2 separate regions of the Acanthopagrus latus genome follow, and region 1 is linked to region 2. A link is a contact called in public Hi-C data. All regions are on one chromosome and are shown on one strand. Each heading gives the region's core, a stretch centred on a gene start, on an enhancer-like site or on the middle of the called end of the contact. The rest is flanking DNA. Distances are from core to core; before and after follow the strand shown. Region 1 holds the start of srfb (serum response factor b). Region 2 holds the start of zmp:0000000755 (phosphofurin acidic cluster sorting protein 2).

Region 1 (3,218 bases), core at 39-2,538, 160 kb before region 2:
GTCCCTGTCTTTTACTCTGTGCATTAATATGACCATGCAGCACTTTGCCTGCTGGTGTTATGATTGTGCAGATTATCTAGGTGTGACCTCAACCTCGTTGCAGATTCCATGAATGGATGAATGAGTGCACAGCACCGTGTGTTATACTGCAGCATATCTAGGCCAAACAATACCTGAGTGACGCTCAAATCAAATGCAAGTTGGAGTTGGCTGACGTCCAACGCGCAGTCACCTGACTCACCTTCTTCATGATACCCGTCTTCCTCTTGCTGAAAGTGGTGTAACGTCTCAACTTGTTGTCAATAAATTCCATCTTTATCTTGACGCGCCCACGTGTCTTCTTCCCCGGCTTTGCCCCGGCGACCCCTCCGGGAACCATGCCGTAGCCTCCGGCAGCGACTCCCACCTCCTGCCCCGTCACCGCGGCTTCCATCTCCCTCTCCCGCTTCACCCCTCTCCTGCTGTCCCCGAGTGAACCCACTGGGTCGTCGTCATCCCCCGAGTCCGAGTCGTTATCTGAGCCGCTGCACATGGGAGCGGGCTCCCTGTCCGGGTCGAACCTGGTTCCGTGAGCCAACACGACCTGGGTGTTTAACCCCACCATGTTGCCCTGGACGGCGGTCTGTAGAGCCACGCCGGCCCCGTTCCCCGGTCTTGCCCCTCTCGGACCACCTGGACCGTTAGCCCCCAGCATCCCGACGGCGTCTCTCTCCCCCTGTCGCCCGGCGGCTCCGGCGCTCTCGCTGACCCCCGGTAAAGCTTGCCCTGCTCTGATCAAAACGGGACGTATCCCGCCACCGAGAACCCCCGAACCGTGTCCCGCGGTACCTCTGCCTGAAGCTGACCCGTTTCCAGATGGTGCCGACCCGACCCGGCTCGGTAACATTCTATTTACTGGACCGAGTCTCTGAACACCAGCCAAACGAGCTGGAGTGTCGCCGCGGTGTCTCGTAAGCGACCGATAAACACGCGCACACGGCCGGGCCACAAAATGTAAACAGACCGGGCCGCTTGGAGGTTTGGAGAAGCCAGGAAATAACCGAGACAAACTTTGTAAAGTGATGCTGCCCCCGAGACCCTTCAACCCCGGCTCAGTTTGGTGTGCCCTCCTCCTCTATCTCCAAAACTCCGAGCGCTTTCTCAAAAAGGAAAACGCGAAGAGCGCCCTCCATGCCGCTCCGCCACGTCACGTAGTCCGCCTCGTGAGCCGATAGGAGAGCGAGCATCGGCCTGCTGGCGCTCGTGATCTCAGCTTAACTCCATCTTTAACGCGGTATTTATCTCCCCACGGCTCAGGGTCGCGTTAAAACGTCTAATTCTAAAGCGGCGTTTACGGCGGCGGAGTGATATTACAACCCAGGAACTACTTCCCTCCTTATAAAGAGATACAATGTTTCCTTATATGGTGCTGTCTCTCCTTATTTGGTGAGTCACAGCGTCGCCTATCGATTGGCTGAGGATTATCTGAGTAGCGCCGTGATTGGCCGAGAGGGCAGGCTCATTGGCATAAATACCAAAATGGTTGCGCTACCGACAACGTCACCGAGAACAGGCACAGGCACCAAAATAACAAAACATCCAACTTTTTATTCCCCACAGGTTGCCCAGCGCCGCACCACACACATGTTTTCCCACAGTTTGAAAGCCAAGACATGTCTTTGTCGATATGTCTTGGCTGAAGGAGTTGAAGTGATTCTGAATTACTTGGATTTTGTCCAGTATTTTATTTAACTGTTGGTAGATATATAACCTAAATTTAGATACATTAACACGGATCACATGCATGATTCCTGTGTGTGTGTGTGTGTGTGTGTGTGTGTGTGTGCGTGCGCGCGCGCGCGCGCGCGTATCGTATACTTATCTGCTTCCCCTGAAAATATAGCAGATCTACTCCACCATCAAACACTATTAATTTCCTTGCAGACTAGACCTGCATCACACTACCTTTTATAATAGTTCCAAGACTAATGTTCTCTGTGCTGGCAAGCTGAATCAGTATGCGTTATTAATACTCATGCATTCAACATGTAACCCTGTGTCACTTTCACATCAGATGCAACTTGTCAGGGTATGACAAACTGGAAAAGGTGTATCTAATAACATTAAAGATCTGTTCAAGTGTCCCAGTAAGTCAAGTGAAGGCAGCAGGACCCTTAAACTGCAGCAGCTAAATGGAATTCGGCCATCATCGATGCTCTTTTCTCGCTGTGACACGTCCAAAAGGGCTATCACAGGAAAATCTACCAGAAGGCACTTCAGTGTACTTATCTGACAGCGCTTGCAATGATGCAACAAACCCAACCCACCTAGTGCTACAGACAGGTTAAAACAAATACAAGATATTTTGGTATTTGAACGTGGTTTCTCTCCCAAGACTGTTTTGGCAAGATGCTGTGGGGTTTTCATTTGAATGCATGGGCTTTTATGATCATGAGAACTCCTTGGGGTGGAAATGCCCATGGGGATAAAGTTGTCACAATATATTAAATGAGTTGAGGTATCATGTTTCACACCAAGCAACAACAGAAGCTGAATTATATAGATATTTCTTTAAAAAGATACCTCCAACATGCCAAAAAACACTCCAAAAGTGTGGATCTGTGTGCAGGTTTGAAGTTGAGCCTCTTCATCCATCACCGTACAGTACTTGGACAGTGGGCCATCGAGCTCTCATGGGCTACAATCTGGGCTCTCATGGTCAGAGCCTACAAGAGGAGACCCACAACGTTTCAGGATGAACTCAAACATCCACAGTAAGCTGCTGAAGTCGCCTTCATGCACCAAACAAAATGTGACATTTCACACAACGACATATTTATCAGATCAAATGAGAACACATCATCACTAATCCAGGGCAACATGGACTACTACTCATATTGGAATCCTCCTTTTGCAGCTATAAAAGGCCATGTTAGCCTACTAAACTCTAAACATAATTATAAGGAGAAAAAAAAAACTACTTGGCATGCTTCTGTGCTCAGGTTCAAAAACACCTAAAGAAGATATACACCGCCCTCCAGTGGTTGATGGGAGAACTTTGGGATTAGCGCGTGGAGCGTGTAGGGACTTTTACTGCAAAACACTGGTGGCTTTACATATTACAAACCTTTTAACAGTTTTTACTCTCTTTCACTGATCTCATTCTGATTCTATCAGCTTGGAGACTAAATTTGTAGTTAAAAGCAGCTGTTATCTACACGCACAGTCTAAGATTCATC
Region 2 (3,146 bases), core at 497-2,996:
GAAACCCTCCCCTCGCAAGACCACTTCTCTCCCAGTGAGTGGAACAGATCTAGGTCAAAGCTGATTAATGTGCCCACAGCTCCCGAGAGGGCTCTGGTCAGGTGGCAGCAATGCCTGCTCACTGTGTCGATGAATACTAATGCAGAGTATTACTGGATATTGCTGCTGTAACTCGGAATCGAAATAAGTCGTCGGAATAACATCAAGACAATGCAGATGGCCCAGAGTAGATTTGCATACACAAAAAGTGACAATCACAACAGTTGACTCTCCCCCAGTGCCAGCTGCTGTGGTACACTAATACCAGTGGATGTGTTCGCGTTGGTCATAGGGGCTATGTGAGACCCGTTAGCCAACGCTGAACTGCGCGGAGTTTACCTGAACATAAACATAAAACAGCCCGCAACACATGAACGAGAATACTGTGAAGGATTTCATGATAACAGCCGGCTGGTCGAGCTGCCCATTTTGCTCATGACACACGTACGAAGAGGATGCCTGCCTACTTGTGAGACGAACGGCATCCATGTCACTGTATTTATAGATCGTTATGCTGCTATTAGGTGGCATGCATACCTTAAATCAGTTCCAGCACAGGCCTGCATAGACAAAGGAGCATGTAATATCTGCAAAGCTCTGACAACGTAACCACACAGTGGAATACGAGCAGAAGGCAGCAGCCCTCCTGACCGATAAACTAGTTAGCTGAACTTTTGTTAACGCTAGCTAGTTATCATAACGGCTCGCAACAACACTGAGTAACTGTTAACAGGACAATTTACACACTCAAGACCAAGTCGAAGGTATTCGTGTTAATTAAGACAATTAAATGTAGGCCATTTTGGCCTGCTGCATTATTATTGTGATAAAATTATATTCTGACTAAAATGCTTTCGGTACGGAACATGAGAGGAACTCGACCACCAGTGCCATTTGCTAGGTAGCTTTAGCATTAGCCATCTTGCTATTTAGCTCGCTAGTCAGCAGCCCAGCACTGTTTTGGAAATGTGTGGCAGCTCGTCTCTCTCGACTAACGTTACACTCAACCAGGGCGTTGCTTGTCCGACGCTAGCGTTGTATTAACCAAGCGACAAGGTGGTTTGTAAACACTGTGGTGTATGTGTGTGTGGGGGTGTTATTTTACGCCAACACAACAATGTTAACGTTACCTCGGAACGCAGCTTGGGGATGAGCGGTCTATCTCCCAGGTCGCAAAGAGGTTCATGGGCACAGGCATGCTGCCGGAGCCCAGGACCACAGCCCCGGCTAACACTCCAGTCGGGAGGCTTGTCGGTGCTGGTCCACCGCCGCCACCGCTGCTTGGGTTCAGGAAAGCGGCCCGGACGCCTCCTCTCTCTACAGCCGCCGCCATCATCACCTCCACTGCCGGGGGGAGCAGCTCTAGCTAAGTGTCGGACAAACGCGGGAGCCGCTGAACTCTGTGCTGCCTGCTCCTGCTCCTCCAGACTCCCAGCTCCTCTACACTGACTGGGAGATGCTGATAGGCGGGGCGGGGCATGTCGCTGCTGATAGGGGGCAGCACGTCCCCGCTTCTAGGGTGGGACATCTCTGTCTGATGGCGCTACATGTCCTCCTGTAGAGATATGGGGGTAAGCATGCGACAGGAATGGTATGTAAGAGCAGCTATTATAGACTGAGATGTGACAGGAAATAATCAGGAAAGTTCGAGTTAGGTTAGACCTTGTTTATCAGCCACATTCCCACCATTTCTGTTTGTTGACTCCGTTTGTTGTCAATACGTACAAATAAAGCAGAATACACAGGACTATAAAATAATCAAATCACGTGTTTATAAGGAGATGTTATGTCTGGTCTGAAGGTGATGAATTAAAACATCTAAAAATGACTTTTTTATTCAAGCTTGGTGTATCACAAATGCCTCGTCTCAGACAAAAAAACTTCTACCATAAATACATGTGTATTAGTTAAAAATGTAAAAGGGTTCATAAATTGTAACCCTATGTGCTATATAGTTGCTTTTAAAGGGATGCTGTGTAGTTTTGGAAATTGAGAACTGTGATATTTAAAATATTAATGAGGTGATAACAATTTAAAAATAATATGAAATTGAAAAAGCAAGCTGTCCTCAGAGAAAAATAAGTTCCCCAGAACACTGTTTGAAGCTTGAAAAGGTGACAGGGTCTGCCACATATAAACAAACTAAAACAGTATGAAATTGCTGTTGGTTTGTTTATTCAGTCATTTGAATGAAGAGAGTGTGTTTATTTAGTTTGTTTAGGAATAAAAGAAATCAGTCAATGAAGATCTATCTCTTGAATCTGTATAAAATGTCTATCCCAAACCAGCATAGTGCCCCTTTAATCCTCATAGCTCATACATTTTGTGTTTAGTTTTTAATTACTGTGGCAGTAAATGCTCACTGTTGGCCAGTGTAAGATTTGGTGGCGAGGATAGCTTAAGTTGCGTCACATCACTGTAATTCAGCCCTTGATACCAGGAAAAGAGAATATCTAGACCATTTCACAATACAAGAATATCCAGTGGTTGGTACAATATACAATATACAAAATAAAACATATAAGCTACATGATGCACTACATAACACTTGCATATTTCTTTTATGGTTATGTTGCTACTCCCCATTAAATTGCAATGCCTAAAAAGATTTAATAATTTTTCTCTTTTTGTAAAATGGTTTCACAGTAAACCTTCAGTATCTGCTTTGGTAAGAACTCCCAGTCTGTGATCACATAATGACACCTGGTACATGATGCAGTCTTTGCTCTCGTGTTGTGAAACCTTGTGACTGTAACTCTGACTAAGGGCTCACAGAAAGCTGACTTGACTTGACACGCTCAGGAGGGTTGGGTAACGGTGTGTGTGTGACAGCCTGTTTAAACATATTGCGAAAAAGAAAAGAAAAAAAAAAATTCCTGAATTTGCCAAATATTGCTGCGTTTTGCACAATCGGTTGTCTGACCTAAAAGCAATACATCATTTCACCAAAACATTCTTTTGTACCAAGTCATCACTGTTGGCAGGTTCACCTTTGCGTCACAGACCTTTTTGAATGTTTGTTTAGACTTTGAATAGAGCCGCGCTGACATGCACCACAGCTCACACAAAGGGGATGCTATTTCTTAAAAAAGTAAGCTTGGCACTTT

The links. Hi-C and Micro-C count contacts between places; a contact is called where the count stands out from the background.
Region 1: a contact with region 2 is called in a Hi-C map of muscle, with 4 times the contacts expected there. The contact joins the promoter of srfb here to the promoter of zmp:0000000755 in region 2. A contact is called at or near these places in 2 of 4 Hi-C or Micro-C datasets (both in muscle).

Annotation. Positions count from the first base shown.
Region 1 is chr15:12,896,171-12,899,388 of fAcaLat1.1, reverse strand. It overlaps srfb (serum response factor b), which reads right to left and starts at 1,288. Exons shown (of 8, transcript XM_037123767.1): 1 at 242-1,288. The coding sequence starts at 886. LOC119033531 (a long non-coding RNA gene) reads left to right here. Exons shown (of 2, transcript XR_005079270.1): 2 at 2,609-3,218.
Region 2 is chr15:12,738,817-12,741,962 of fAcaLat1.1, reverse strand. zmp:0000000755 (phosphofurin acidic cluster sorting protein 2) reads right to left here and starts at 1,746. Exons shown (of 25, transcript XM_037124650.1): 1 at 1,170-1,746. The coding sequence starts at 1,375.